2 separate regions of the Sus scrofa genome follow, and region 2 is linked to region 1. A link is a contact called in public Hi-C data. All regions are on one chromosome and are shown on one strand. Each heading gives the region's core, a stretch centred on a gene start, on an enhancer-like site or on the middle of the called end of the contact. The rest is flanking DNA. Distances are from core to core; before and after follow the strand shown. Region 1 holds the start of CTSV (cathepsin V). Region 2 has its middle 37 kb from the start of CTSV.

The links. Hi-C and Micro-C count contacts between places; a contact is called where the count stands out from the background.
Region 2: a contact with region 1 is called in a Hi-C map of skeletal muscle, with 2.2 times the contacts expected there. The contact joins the enhancer-like site here to the promoter of CTSV in region 1. A contact is called at or near these places in 1 of 5 promoter capture datasets (fetal liver), 3 of 47 Hi-C or Micro-C datasets (embryonic fibroblasts, epiblast stem cells and skeletal muscle) and 1 of 2 datasets of contacts at active chromatin or transcription factors (skeletal muscle).

What each region holds. Positions count from the first base shown.
Region 1 is chr10:25,200,194-25,207,344 of Sscrofa11.1, reverse strand. CTSV (cathepsin V) reads right to left here and starts at 4,948. Exons shown (of 8, transcript NM_213892.1): 1 at 4,882-4,948; 2 at 3,577-3,713; 3 at 3,173-3,295; 4 at 2,923-3,069; 5 at 2,600-2,824; 6 at 1,740-1,905; 7 at 902-1,019. The coding sequence starts at 3,702.
Region 2 is chr10:25,235,705-25,243,134 of Sscrofa11.1, reverse strand. No RefSeq gene overlaps it. Among named protein-coding and RNA genes, the nearest start is that of CTSV, 37 kb to the right of the region's middle. Within about 2 kb of position 6,109, at least 24 of the 83 cell types and tissues checked have an H3K27ac peak or open chromatin away from gene starts, as enhancers often do. A contact at or near this core is called in fetal liver and skeletal muscle, where this site is marked.

The DNA.
Region 1 (7,151 bases), core at 3,699-6,198:
GAATTGCAATGACAGGACATCAAGTGATAACAAAAGGATGGACAGAGGCATCTGATTGCTGGACAGTCTTTCAGACTGAAAGAATCAGCAGAGACACCTATTTATTCCTTGTTCAAAAATGAGAGACAGAAAAAGGAAACCAGCCCTCAACTCTATAGGTGCAAAATCCCTTATCTGGAACCCTTGGGGCTAGGTGTGTTTTTCTTTTAACGGCTGCACTCATAGTACACGGAAGTTCCCAGGCCAGGCGTTGAATCTGAGCTGCAGCTGCTGATCTTTGTAGCTGTGGCAATGCCAGATCCCTAACCTACTGCACCAGGCTAGGGATTAAATCCATGCTTATCCAGCATTCCGAGCTGCTAGTCAGGTTCTTAACCCACTGTGTCACAGAGGGAACTCTGAGATGTGTTTCTGAATTAAGAAAATTCTGAATTCAGAAATGCAGTGCTATAAATACACAATAATCACAACAAGCTTGTTACAGAAACTGATAATCACATATCAGTACTTCTGTGTTTACTGGAAGTGGGAGAAAGACTTCTGGGATTTCAAAATTGAGCTGTTTTGGACCTGAAATCAAATAGTAATTCCAAACAAGGATGCCCCTTTTTGTTGTGTTTTTAGGGCTGCACCCGTGGCATATGGATGTTCCCAGGCTGGGGCTGAATTGGAGCTGTATCTGCTGTCCTATGCCACAGCCACAGCAACGCAGAATTTGGGCCATGTCTGTGACCTACACTACAGCTCACAGTAACACCGGATGCTTAACCTACTGAGTGAGGCCAGGGACAGAACCCGCATCCTCATGGATTCCCGTCATGGCTTTGTTCCCGCTAAGCCATGACGGGAACATCAAGGATTTCCCTTTTCAATTTAAAATGTAAACATTGGAGTTTCATACCTGTTCTTGACAATCCAAAATTTACTGCTATTTGAATCAGTTCCTTCAAAGCCATAGCCAACCACCAAAACACCATGATCCAGGTCTTTGCTGCTGCAGTCTGGATCATAATAAATGCCTGGGAGAGTGAAAGCCAATGTTGGGGTGAGGAGTTCCAAGTGTAACCTGACAGTAACCCACCCTTATCAACCAGCTAAGAGAGGCATTTCAAATTTCAGCGAAATGCCCTAAACAAATTCTAAGTAAGACTTAAATTGGTGACAAAAAAAATAGTATTGGTCAATGAAAAGGAAAACGGAAAATTCAACTCACCAGAAATCAAAGAAATTCAGCACAATCTTAGATAAATTTTCTATTTAAAACTTTTTTTCCAATAATAAGATCTAGTTATCTACGCTAAGGTGATGTAGGCACTCACCTACTAACTACTAACATTAACTAGCATAATCCCTTCTACTCCTACCATGGCAACTGAGAGAAGAGCGCATGTGTGTGCTTGCGCACACAGACACATACACACACACACACAATACCTGAACCACAGGGTTCTTTACAGTTCTAACTACAGTAGCAAAAAATTTTTGGAAAGAGGGCCCAGCAACCGGAAAATAGTTACATAAATTAGGTTGTATATAGCTAATGGATTACATAGCCACTTAAAAATTTTATGAAGAGTTTGTTATCATGAGAAAATGCTTAAAGTATAATATCAAGTGGAAACCTCCCTGTTATTAAATGCATACACTAAAAATTCTACAGTCCTGAAAACAGGACTGCATACCAAAGTCAATCACTATGCTGCCTGCCTAAATTTTTATAATTAAAGACAAACACCTACCTGACTTATAGAACTGGAAAGATGAATGGCCCGCATCAATAGCAACAGAGATGGGCCCCACAGTTGCGACTGCCTTCATAAGGGCCTTCTCCCGCTGAGGGATGTCCACGAAGCCGGTGTCGTTGGCAGCAGAACACTCGGGCTTATAGGTACAGCTGTTTGTTTCCTTTTAAAGGCAAAGGGGAAAGAGACTTGATTACGACCATCTACCTTCAGGGAAACATGAATTCTAGGATCACAAGACTCAGCAGTTTGCAGCTTAATGATTTCTAAGTCAATTTTCTTATAAAGGAAGCAAAATGCTCTTGACTGGTTTGAAATTGAAAAATTAGTAGATGTTTCTTCAATAAGATCCCTTAGGTCTACTTGGCCATCAGAACTTTCTCACTGTTTGGAGTTCTTGTCATGGCTCAGTGGAAACGAATCTGACTACCATCCACAAGGATGCAGGTTAGATCCCAAGCCTCACTCAGTGGGTTAAGGATCTGGTGTTGCCGTGAGCTGTGGTGTAGGTCACAGACGAGGCTGTGGCCTACAGCTACAGCTCTGATTTGACCCCTAGCCTGGGAACCTCCATATGCCGAGGGTGCGGCCCAAAAAGACAAAAGACAAAAAGAAAGAAAGAAAGAAATTCCTCACTTTAGAAAAATTCATGTTATATGCAGAATGGTGTATGTATTCTCCATGTTATGTAGAGACAAGCTATGCTAATCATCTAATCAGAGAACTGTGCAATAGCTGATAATTTATGACAGTTCTGACAGTTTGCATCTAAAATGCGAACATTGAGTATGGTGTCTGTTATCTCTGAAAATGTTCAAAAGCAGAGCTGTAATGGCAAGAGAAGGAGCTCCATTTACCCTTCCAAGGTACGGATAGGATTCCTCTGTGTCCAGGCCTCCATTGTCCTTCACGTACTGGAAGGCATTATCCATTAGGCCACCATTGCAGCCCTGATTGCCTTGAGGCCGAGAACAGTCCACCAGGTTCTGCTCACTCAGTGAAACAAGCTTGCCGGTTTTCCGGAACATCTGTCCTTCAAGGGCGCCGGTGGCACTAAAAGCCCAACAAGAACCACACTGACCCTGAAAATAAAAAAGCCATCAGTTTACAAGACAAATACAAAGACTAACAAGAGCCCATACATCTAAACACTCTTATGAAGATCTGCTTACTGTCATACCTGATTCTTCACGGCAGTGACATAGCCTTTTTCTCTCCAATCTACCGATTTGGGGACCTCAAGAACCAGAGATTCGTGGAACACTTTCCCCTTCTTGTGCTTCTGGTTTTGAAAGCCATTCATCACCTGCCTGAATTCTTCATTGGTCTTTAAGGACAAGTAAATAAAAGGTTGAAAAAGCAAGAGGTTATTGTGCTAAAGTACAGAGCAGAGGAAGCACACAAAGTTCAGCAACTCAGGCCATACTCACCATGTCACCAAAGGCATTCATGGCCATGCTGAAGCCATGTTTCCCTTGGCTGTATTCCTGATTGTGCAGTTCAATCATTTTCATATTCTTCTCCCATACGGCTCTCCGCCATCCTTCTTCATTCTAGAGGCAATGATCATTTTTACTTCTACTTCAAATTCAACCCATGCTCACCAAGTGGATTTGTAGACAGAGAAGAAGGAAAACTATCATCAGGGATGTATTTATACTTCTGGAAGCTGTTCTCCAAGCTCTGACATAGGGAAATACGCCCATGCTGTGTTCAGAAATAGGTGCCATTAAGTTACGGCTTTGGAAAAAGCTAACCTCCAGAAATACTCTCTGGCTACAAACTCCAAAAGCATGAACTATTCTCGGTGGGCTCCCTTTTACATGTTACCAACCATGCCATAGAGTCTCCCGTGTGTTGCCTTCCACTTGTACCAGTCTGCATCTAAATTTTGATCAAGTTTTGGAGCAGCTGAGGCTATTCCCAAGCAAAGGGCGGTCAGGAAGAGTGAAGGTTTCATGTTTCAAAAACCTAGGGAAGGAAAAGAAATTAGTATTTGATGAGATCAATCCTTTAAAAAAGCTGTCCTACTTTCTCTTGAGATATTATAGAGCCACTATGTTGGAGTAAAACATTTAAATGATCTTCTCAAATATTTATGGAAGGTCTGTGGAAGAAGGCTAAGGATATCAGGGGAGAATAACCAGGTCCAAGACTTACAAAGTATAGGTATTTAATTCTGCCATCAAAAGGAAAAATTGGCTAACAAATGCTATAGGAACTGAAAGAGACTTCACTATGAGTACAACGATAATTTTTAGGTTTTGATAAGGGTTTCTGGTGTACCTTATGGGTCGGAATTTTAAGGTAAAAACTAAGAAATCATTGATCCATGTTATTTACTGAAGGTACCAAGGTGACCCAGGAATTTTATTTATTAGGATGCCTGATCCTAAGTAGGGGCCTGGTCCCCAAGAGTTTCCTCCGAACTCACGTAAGGCAGGGGTGAGATATGCCATTGAATCTGCTCTATTTTATTTGAAACCTTTTTTGGAAGGCCTTCCCAGTCTCCTCCCTTCCCAGGAGAATGCGGGCAGAGAATGTGCCCAGCGCTCCACCGTGCCTATCCTTGTCGTATGTAGCCCCCACCCCCTCCCTCGCCCCCAAACCCAGCGATCCTGTGGCAGACGGAACTCAGAGCACCCAGTATGGCCCGTCGGAACAGGGCCAGACTCACCCGGGGCTCAGAGAACCCGGCTGAGCCCGCAAGCCTGCTACAGGAGGGGCCAGGCCAGAGGCGTGCCGCCCTGCTCCCAGCCCTCCGCACACGCCCGCCACTTCCAGAAAATGTTTACTCATACAGGGAGCGACGGGCCCTACAGCCCAGCATTCGGGGGGGCGGGGGGGACAGACTGCCGCGACCAACACAGACTTGCGCCCATCTCCTCCCCGAGGCTGACCGGCCTAGGGACCCTCGGGTGGTCTCAGCTCCGCCCTGGATTTCCCCAAATCGCCCTTCCCCCTTCCCCACCCCAAGGCTGCCAAAGCTCGAGGCAGCGCCGACCCAGCCTCATCAACTTGAGGCGGGCAGACGATGGCGTTCCCGGGAGTCGCGCCTGCCCCCTCTCCGGAATCCCTGGATAGCCCCTCCTCCAGTCCCGGTTCTGTACCCGCCTCGGCCCCGAACTGGGTCGCTGACCTGCGGCTTCCACCGCTACGCAGGCGCACTCCACGGACGTACGTATCTCTCCTAAGTTGGCGGTGGCTCGAGGTTCTGGCCGGGTCGCGCCTGACTCAGCCTTTAAGACCCGGGGTTGCGGCCCGCCCGGCCCCGCCCCCACCGCCTGCCTGCGCCGCGATTGGCTGATCTGGCAAGTAGGCGGGGCCTCCGGGAGTGAGTACTCCCGGCGCGTGACGCCGCCGTGTCCCAACCTGTTCCAGGGGAGGCCTGGCTGCGTGCCTTTTGTCCTGAACCGAAGAGTAGAGCTGGGGGCCTCTGGGCAGCGCTGAGGAGTCGGTGGGGGTGTGTGTGTGTGGGGGGGGGCGGGGGGGATGTCCAGCGCCTCCCTAGGGATCCAGATCAACTAATTACCTCGAATTTGGCGCTCGTTCACGAAAAGACGCTTAAGAGGAACCCCCAAGTGGACTTTGAGCGTAACCCTGCGCTTCCTTTAGTCTTACAGTTTGGGGTGAAAATCTGCGGCGGGGCTGAGAACTGTCTAGTCTAGGGATTGCCGCTTCACAGCACAGGTGGGGCGGGGCGGAGGGGTGCTGAGCCCGCGGGATTGAGGAGAATCCAAGCGGAATTACAGTGTTTTAAAACACAAGAACGCGTTGATCGTGGCCCAAATCCCAGGAGGAGGGAAAGGGGACCTTCGCAGGGAAGTCGTGGCATTTTGCAATGCCCTGTTCCTGTCCTCCCCAGTGGGGGATTCTTCTCGCCTTTCAGTCCTTTCTCAAAACCAACAAAAACGAGTTATTTCCAGGAAAATTTGGCTTAATAAAAAGGGGAGACGAGTGTTTGAGAAAGGGCATAAACCGCATTTCTTCCCTCTGTATTTTGGATCATTAAGTCTTCCTTAGTATCCAAAGTGCTTCTCTTGAGATACAGGAAAGGTACATTTTTTTTTTTTTTAAAGTAGTTTAGTCACATTTAATGTCAGGGTTTAGATTTAACTGGCTTGAAGACATCTTTTAGATGGAGGAAAAACTAGAGCTAAAGATTTAAGGAGTTTAATCAGGAACTTTACTTTTTAAAGTTATGTAAGAAACATTCGTTATAGAAAATATGTTTTAGAAAATAAACACTCACTTCCCCTCCCCCATTAACTCTGTTCTAGGGATATTTATATAACAAAAAATAGAATCACAGTGCATGTCGATCTGTAAACTCTTAGTTAAAATTAAGTTGATAACTTTTGTAGAGGCACACATGAATAGTCTTTGTAAAAATCAACTTATTAAAATTCATATTTTATCCCCTTTGAAGTAGAATCTCTTTCCTCTCAAACACAACTAGGAGCATGAAATTCTCATGTGGTTACAAAAATACATTGTATTGCATATGGCTGGAGATTTTTTTTTTCTTCTTTTTTTTAGGATTAGTCATTGGCTGTCACACTTGGAAGTAAAGGAAGACCAACCACGTGGGAACAACTTGCTATGAGGAGGGTGAAGAAAAGCTTTATAAGGAAAAAACTGACTTTTCCATAAGCCCTGATTTGAAACTGTTATGAGGGAGCTGGAGGAGGGTTAACTAGAAATGGAACATCTTGTGTGATTGGTTTGGGGAGAATATTTGGATTTCTCTGGTTTGTCCTGCAAATGGAAGCAGAAATAAGAAGTTTGTAGCCATTCAGGAAGTCCTGTTTTGAGTTGGTTGCTGCAGAGATGCCTTTTGTAGGTCAGGGTTCTATTGTCATACAAAGTCTAGCCATTGTCCGTTTGTTTACTCAGTTTATCACAAAAAATCCAAGTTACTCTAGCACGTGGGTTTTACACTTGCCCTGGGTCACACCTCCTGAAGATTGCAGGTGGTGGAAAAACCTGTTATTTCATGAATGTCTGTAACTTGAGCAATAGTCTGACAGGAAACTGTGTGGCTGGTGCTACTTTGAAGAGCGGGAGCCCCTTCGTTTCTTAGAATGTGATACAAATGCAACGGAGGGAAAAGTAGGCTCTTTTTATAACAAATGTGCTCAGAACCTAAAATTAAATCAAATGATGTCTAAATTCAGGAGAAAGCCATTTAACTAAGGGAGTGGATTATTATCTACCTGTTAGATAATGCATTACAGAGATTTGTTATTACCAACTATTGGGTTCCTTTGCTTCTTCTACTCCCATTTCTCTGCAGAGTGAGTTAGATAAATGCTAGTTATTGAAATAGGCACAATTTAGCCAAGTAGACAAGCCTTAGCCTTTGATAAAATGCAGTTGGTAGAATTTAATGATTCCTACTAAAATGCT
Region 2 (7,430 bases), core at 4,860-7,359, 35 kb before region 1:
AAACTATCGCCCAATATCATTGATGAATATAGATGCAAAAATTCTCAACAAAATCTTAGCCAACCGAATCCAACAACATATCAAAAAAATTATACACCATGACCAGGTTGGGTTCATCCCAGGTTCACAAGGATAGTTCAACATACGCAAATCAATCAGCATCATACACCACATTAACAAAACAAAAGTCAAAAATCGTATGATCATCTCAATAGACGCAGAAAAAGCATTTGACAAAGTTCAACATCCATTCATGATTAAGACCCTCGCCAAAGTGGGTATAGAGGGAACATTCCTGAATATCATCAAAGCCATTTATGATAAACCCACAGCAAATATAATCCTCAATGGGGAAAAACTGAAAGCCTTCTCACTCCAATCTGGAACAAGACAGGGATGCCCACTCTCACCACTGCTCTTCAACATCGTTTTGGAAGTCTTAGCCACAGCAATTAGACAAACAAAAGAAATCAAAGGCATCCATATAGGAAGAGAAGAGATCAAACTGTCACTGTATGCAGATGACATGATTCTATACCTAGAAAACCCTAAGGACTCAACCCCAAAACTCCTTGAACTGATTAATAAATTCAGCAAAGTGGCAGGATATAAGATTAACATTCAGAAGTCAGTTGCATTTCTGTATACCAGCAATGAAACATTAGAAAAGGAATACAAAAATACGATACCTTTTAAAATTGTACCACACAAAATCAAATACCTCAGAATACACCTGACCAAAGAAGTAAAGGACCTATATGCCGAGAACTATAAAACCTTAATCAAAGAAATCAAAGAAGATGTAAAGAAATGGAAAGATATTCCATGTTCCTGGACTGGAAAAATCAATATTGTGAAAATGGCCATACTACCCAAAGCAATCTACAGATTCAATGCGATCCCTATCAAATTACCCATGACATTTTTCACAGAACTAGAACAAACAATCCAAACATTTATATGGAACAACAAAAGACCCAGAATCGCCAAAGCAATCCTGAGAAACAAAAACCAAGCAGGAGGCATCACTCTCCCAGACTTCAAGAAATACTACAAAGCCACAGTCATCAAAACAGTGTGGTACTGGTATCAAAACAGACAGACAGACCAATGGAACAGAATAGAGAATCCGGAAATTAACCCTGACACCTATGGTCAATTAATCTTTGACAAGGGAGGCAAGAACATAAAATGGGAAAAGGAAAGTCTATTCAGCAAGCATTGCTGGGAAACCTGGACAGCTGCATGCAAAGCAATGAAACTAGAACACACCCTCACACCATGCACAAAAATAAACTCCAAATGGCTGAAAGACTTAAATATACGACAGGACACCATCAAACTCCTAGAAGAAAACATAGGCAAAACACTCTCTGACATCAACATCATGAATATTTTCTCAGGTCAGTCTCCCAAAGCAATAGAAATTAGAGCAAAAATAAACCCATGGGACCTCATCAAACTGAAAAGCTTTTGCACAGCAAAGGAAACCCAAAAGAAAACAAAAAGACAACTTACAGAATGGGAGAAAATAGTTTCAAATGATGCAACTGACAAGGGCTTAATCTCTAGAATATATAAGCAACTTATACAACTCAACAGCAAAAAAACCAATCAATCAATGGAAAAATGGGCAAAAGACCTGAATAGACATTTCTCCAAAGAACATACACAGATGGCCAGCAAACACATGAAAAAATGCTCAACATCGCTGATTATAAGAGAAATGCAAATCAAAACTACCATGAGATACCACCTCACACCAGTCAGAATGGCCCTCATTAATAAATCCACAAATAACAAGTGCTGGAGGGGCTGTGGAGAAAAGGGAACCCTCCTGCACTGCTGGTGGGAATGGAAACTGGTACAGCCACTATGGAGAACAGTTTGGAGATACCTTAGAAATCTATACATAGAACTTCCATATGACCCTGCAATCCCACTCTTGGGCATCTATCCGGACAAAGCTCTACTTAAAAGAGACACATGCAGCCGCATGTTCATTGCAGCACTATTCACAATAGCCAGGACATGGAAACAATCCAAATGTCCATCGACAGAGGATTGGATTCAGAAGATGTGGTATATATACACAATGGAATACTACTCAGCCATAAAAAAGGATGACATAATGCCATTTGCAGCAACATGGATGGAACTAGAGAATCTCATACTGAGTGAAATGAGCCAGAAAGACAAAGACAAATACCATATGATATCACTTATAACTGGAATCTAATATCCAGCACAAATGAACATCTCCTCAGAAAAGAAATCATGGACTTGGAGAAGAGACTTGTGGTTGCCTGATGGGAGGGGGAGGGAGTGGGAGGGATCGGGAGCTTGGGCTTATCAGACACAACTTAGAATAGATTTACAAGGAGATCCTGCTGAATAGCATTGAGAACTATGTCTAGATACTCATGGTGCAACAGAAGAAATGGTGGGGGAAAAACTGTAATTGTAATGTATACATGTAAGGATAACCTGACCCCCTTGCTGTACAGTGGGAAAATAAAATAAAAAAAAATAAATAAATAAAGCCACTATAAATAGGCTTCCTGTAATCATTTCCTATACACCAATGGCTTATACACCTGTACACTCTCTAGGGCACACAAATCCTCACTCAAAGTCCTCTGTTAAAGTAATGGGGAATTAAGGAAGAGATACATGTAAGCCCTACAGAGAATACTCAGAAGCACCCTTATATTTTCAGCGACAAGGTGGCCCTCTGCAAGTCTGGAAGTGAGGTCCCCTAGGAACCAAGACTGATGACTTCTTGATCATGGACTTCCAATCTCCAGACTTATTATGAGATAAAACATTTCTGTTGTTTAAGCTGCCCAGTCTGTGGTATTTTGTTTTAGCTGTCTGAGTACTTATACATTCATAAAAGAAAAAAATGGAAAAAATTATTTAAAAATTGATTAATCGAAAACCTCTGCTCTTTGAAAACTATTGTTAAGAATATAAAAAAGGAGTTCCCGTCATGGCTCAGTGGTTAATGAATCTGACTAGGAACCATGAGGTTGCAGGTTTGATCCCTGGCCTTGCTCAGTGGGTTAAGAATCCGGCATTGATATGACCCTGCAATCCCACTCTTGGGCATATATCCGGACAAAACTCTACTTAAAGGAGACACATGCACCCGCATGTTCATTGCAGCACTATTCACAATAGCCAGGACATGGAAACCACCCAAATGTCCATCGACAGACAATTGGATTAGGAAGATGTCATATATATACACAATGGAATACTACTCAGCCATAAAAAAGAACGATATAATACCATTTATAGAAACATGGGTGGAACTAGAGAATCTCATACTGAGTGAAATAAGCCAGAAAGACAAAGACAAATACCATATGATTTCACTTATAACTGGAATCTAATATCCAGCACAAATGAACATCTCCTCAGAAAAGAAAATCATGGACTTGGAGAATAGACTTGTGGCTGCCGGACAGGAGAGGGAGAGAGTGGGGGGGATCGGGAGGGAGTGGGGGCGATCAGGAGCTTGGGGTTATCAGATACAACTTAGAATAGATTTACAAGGAGATCCTGCTGAATAGCATTGAGAACTATGTCTAGATACTCATGGTGCAACAGAACAAAGGGTGGGAAAAAAAATGTATACATGTAAGTGTATCTTGGCCCCCATGTTGTACAGTGGAAAAATAATTAAAGAAATTAAAAAAAAAAAAAAAAAGAATCCAGCATTGCTGTGAGCTGTGGTTCTGGTTGCAGACGCGGCTCGGATCTGGTGTTGCTGTGGCTGTGGTGTAGGCTGGCAGCTGTAGCTTCGATTCGACCCCCTAGCCTGGGAACTTCCACAGTTCGGATCCCGAGTTGCTGTGGCTGTGGTGTAGGCTGGCAGCTGTAACTTCGATTCGACCCCCTAGCCTGGGAAACAAAACAAAACAAAATGAAACAAAACAACTAAAATGAAATACTATTACAAACCTAAAATAATGGCTCCAACTAAAAAGCCTGATATTGTTAAATGCTGATAAAGATGTAGAATAACTAGAACCCTCACACATTGCTGACAGGATTGCAAAATGGGACAGCCACTTTGAAAAAGTTTGATTAAAAAAAAAAAAAAACAACAGTTTGACAGTTTCCTGTGATGTAAGACATACAATTATTATGTGACCCAGCAAGTCTTCACGGTTCTTCGTATTAACCTGAGACTGAAGACATATGTTCACACAGAGAAACCTGTATGTGACTATTTACAGCTGGAAATTACCCAAATATGCATTCGATTGGTGAATGGATAAATAAACTGAGGAACAGCCATACAAGAGGTATGACTACACATCAATAAAAAGGAACAAGCTACTGAAACGTGGACCTGAGATGGAGTGAATGGCATTGTCTTTGACTTCGAAATCTGTCACAGGTAATTGCCCCAGACAATTCACTGACACTCTCAGGTCTAGTTTTTTGAAGTTTTAAATGAGTTAGAGGGAGGTGGCCATAGAAATCCTTCCTGGAACCATCACTGCCATACTCTGTGAAGTCAGAACATCACTAGGGCCACCTCTGTGACAGCTGCATCTGTAAAGAATAGGGCCATTTGGGGGAAAGCGGAGACAGAATTTCCTCTCTCTGCCTGGTCATCCCAGACACATGGACCTCGCCCTCACAAGCTCTCCATCAAAGTAGCCTTTCCTAAGGAGTCTGCCCCTGGGCCACTCCAGCCCAGCTTGCTCTTTTCAAGGCTAATCCAAACTCCCAGCTGTCACACCACGTGGTGGCTTCTGAATGTGGTGGCATAACCAATTTTGGCTCATTCTTGGCAGAAGGATCAAGAAGCAGTTCCTGATCCTGTGCAGACCTGCTCCTGCCTGAGCTCTTCTGCCTCTGCTCTGTAGCTTCAAAGAGAGGTCTAAGGTCAGGGGGTGCTTTCTTACAGGGAAGACTCTTTTTACCACAGTCCCCCTGCTTCCTACCATAGTCCGCCTGCTTCCTACTTCACAAGAGCTGCTTTGCTCTAAAATGAATTTCCCAGGAGCTGGATCTGGGCCTGGGCAACTTATTTTAAGGTCACAAAGCTGATCCTCTTGGAATTCACTATAATGCTGGACTGGAAACAGCCTGCAGTGCATGAGGGTCTGGGAGGCTCTGTCTGACTCAAGGGATCCGAGGAGACAACAGAAATCCAAAATACATTTGACACATGGTAGGAGTCCATCTGCTTCCCCTTCCTATTATATCCCTGGAGATTTGGAGACAGGCTATTCTGTTAAGTGCTATGAAGGCTGCAATGCTGATTTTTGGCAGGTGTGATTTTAGACAAAACCTGACACTGGAAGTCAAGCACACTAGCCCTTGAATCCAGACCCCTCATTGTTAGCTCGCGACCGGAACTATCACTCCACCAAGTTGAGCCTCGATTATTTGTAATACAGATGGTTATATGGGCCTCACAGAATGGTTGTTAAGGTTGATACATAAGATATTCAATGAAAACACACTAGCAGTCGTCACAGCAGGGCTTAGAACCCTGCACCAGCCAATTTGATTTATGGGGGATGACTTATCGGAGTTTTAATACAATGCTATGAAGCGGTCATCAATATCCCTACTGACAGATGTGAAACCCGTCTCTAACCCGGTTCATTCTGTCGCCCCTGCTTACAGGTAACACAGCTGGAATTTACCCAGGGTCTTTCTGGCTCCAGAGCGCAGGCTCCACCGCGGACGCATCCCTGCACTCTCTGGCGCGCTCACCTCCTGTATTGTAAACAAACAAGCACTCCACCCCCACCCCACACCCAGCAACCTGCTGGGACTTTTCTCACTCCGGCAACTGGTGGGACCCGGCCACACGATCCTCACAAAACCTGGCCGGTACTAAGCACTTGTTCCCACTCCTGATAAGGGCTCAGCCGCAGCTGCACCCCGTAGTTCAACACCGGGGGCGGGGTGGGGGTGGGGTTGGGACTTCGTGCTCCCGTCCTCTGGGTCAAAAGCCCACTCCTGAAAGTTCCTAGGCTGCGCAGAGCCCCTGCCCCCAGCAATCCAGCCTACTTGAGCACAAGCATCAGACACCAAACATCCGCCAGAACAGAGACAGCGGGGGGCGGGGGGCGGGGACAACGACGCAGGAGGGCCTGCACATGCGCAAATGTGGCCTAGATGCTTCCCAGAGGGTTGCCCTGTGAGCAGCCGGATGCAAACTCCATTTCCCCTAAACCTCTGTGTCTCTCCTCTTCCTCCTCCCCTTCGTTTTTCTCGTCCTCTCCCCTCCCTCCCCCTCTTTTTTTCTTCATCCACCTCCTCTCCCTTCTCCTTGCCTTTCCTCTTCTATTTTTCTTTTTTTTTTTTGTATTTTTAGGGCTGCACCCATGGCATATGGAGGTTCCCGGGCGAGGGGTCAAATCGAAGCCACAGCCTAGGCTGTGTGCCAGATCCGAGCCGCTTTGTGACTTAAACCACAGCCCACCTGGCAACGCCAGATCGAAAGCCACTGAGCAAAGTCAGGGGTGGAACCCGCCTAGTTGCGTTCACTACTGCTGAGCCACGATGGGAACTCCTGCAGCATTTCGTCTTGATTAGACAGTTGGAAGATGTTCTCTTCTGCCCAGGTTCTCTCAGTGCCCTCAGGGACTGTGGCAAATTTGAACTTTACCTCCAAATACTGCAATGAGTGGTCCTCCATCACATCGCCATGGTGAAAACAAAGATGTTGGGAACAATTTGGGGAATTTCAGTTCGGACTGGCACTGGGAAATTTGAATTTGGACTGGCCATTAGGAATTGAACATATCAATAATATCGATGAATATTAGTTACTCAGTGGATATATGGAATTGTGTTGGAAAAGGAGTTGATTTTGTAAAGACAGGCGTAATGACAAGTTTAGCACTGAAGTCGTCTTTGTTAGTTTATTTTACAAAATTTCAGCAAACATGACAAAACTAAACTAAAGCAAACATAGCAAAAGGTTAGGTTTCTTTTTTCTTTTTTTTCTTTTTTGGCCGCCCACGGCATATGGAGCTCCTGGGCCAGGCATCAGATCCCAGCCACAGTCTCAACCTAAGCCGCAGCTGTGGCAGCAGAGAATCTTTAAGCCCAAGTGCTGGTCTGAGGACTGAATGCATCAGACTGCTCCCAAGATGCTGAGAGGAGCGCCACAGCGGGAGCTCCAAAAGGTTAGGTTTCTTAAGTCAAGGGCATGGCTACTTTATCATTATGTACTTTTCTGTTGTGGAGAAAAATTAATCAATAGCCTATTTAAAGGGGAAATAGAGAATCTTATTGAAGCCTACCTGAGAATTATAGCCCTGGAGATAGTCTTTCAGAAAACTCTGAGGAGTATTCCACCTATTAAAGTCAAAGATAGTCATACATTTTGAGACAAAGGATGGTAGTCAAAATGACAAACATTTTACATAAAGTTTGCTGAAGATACA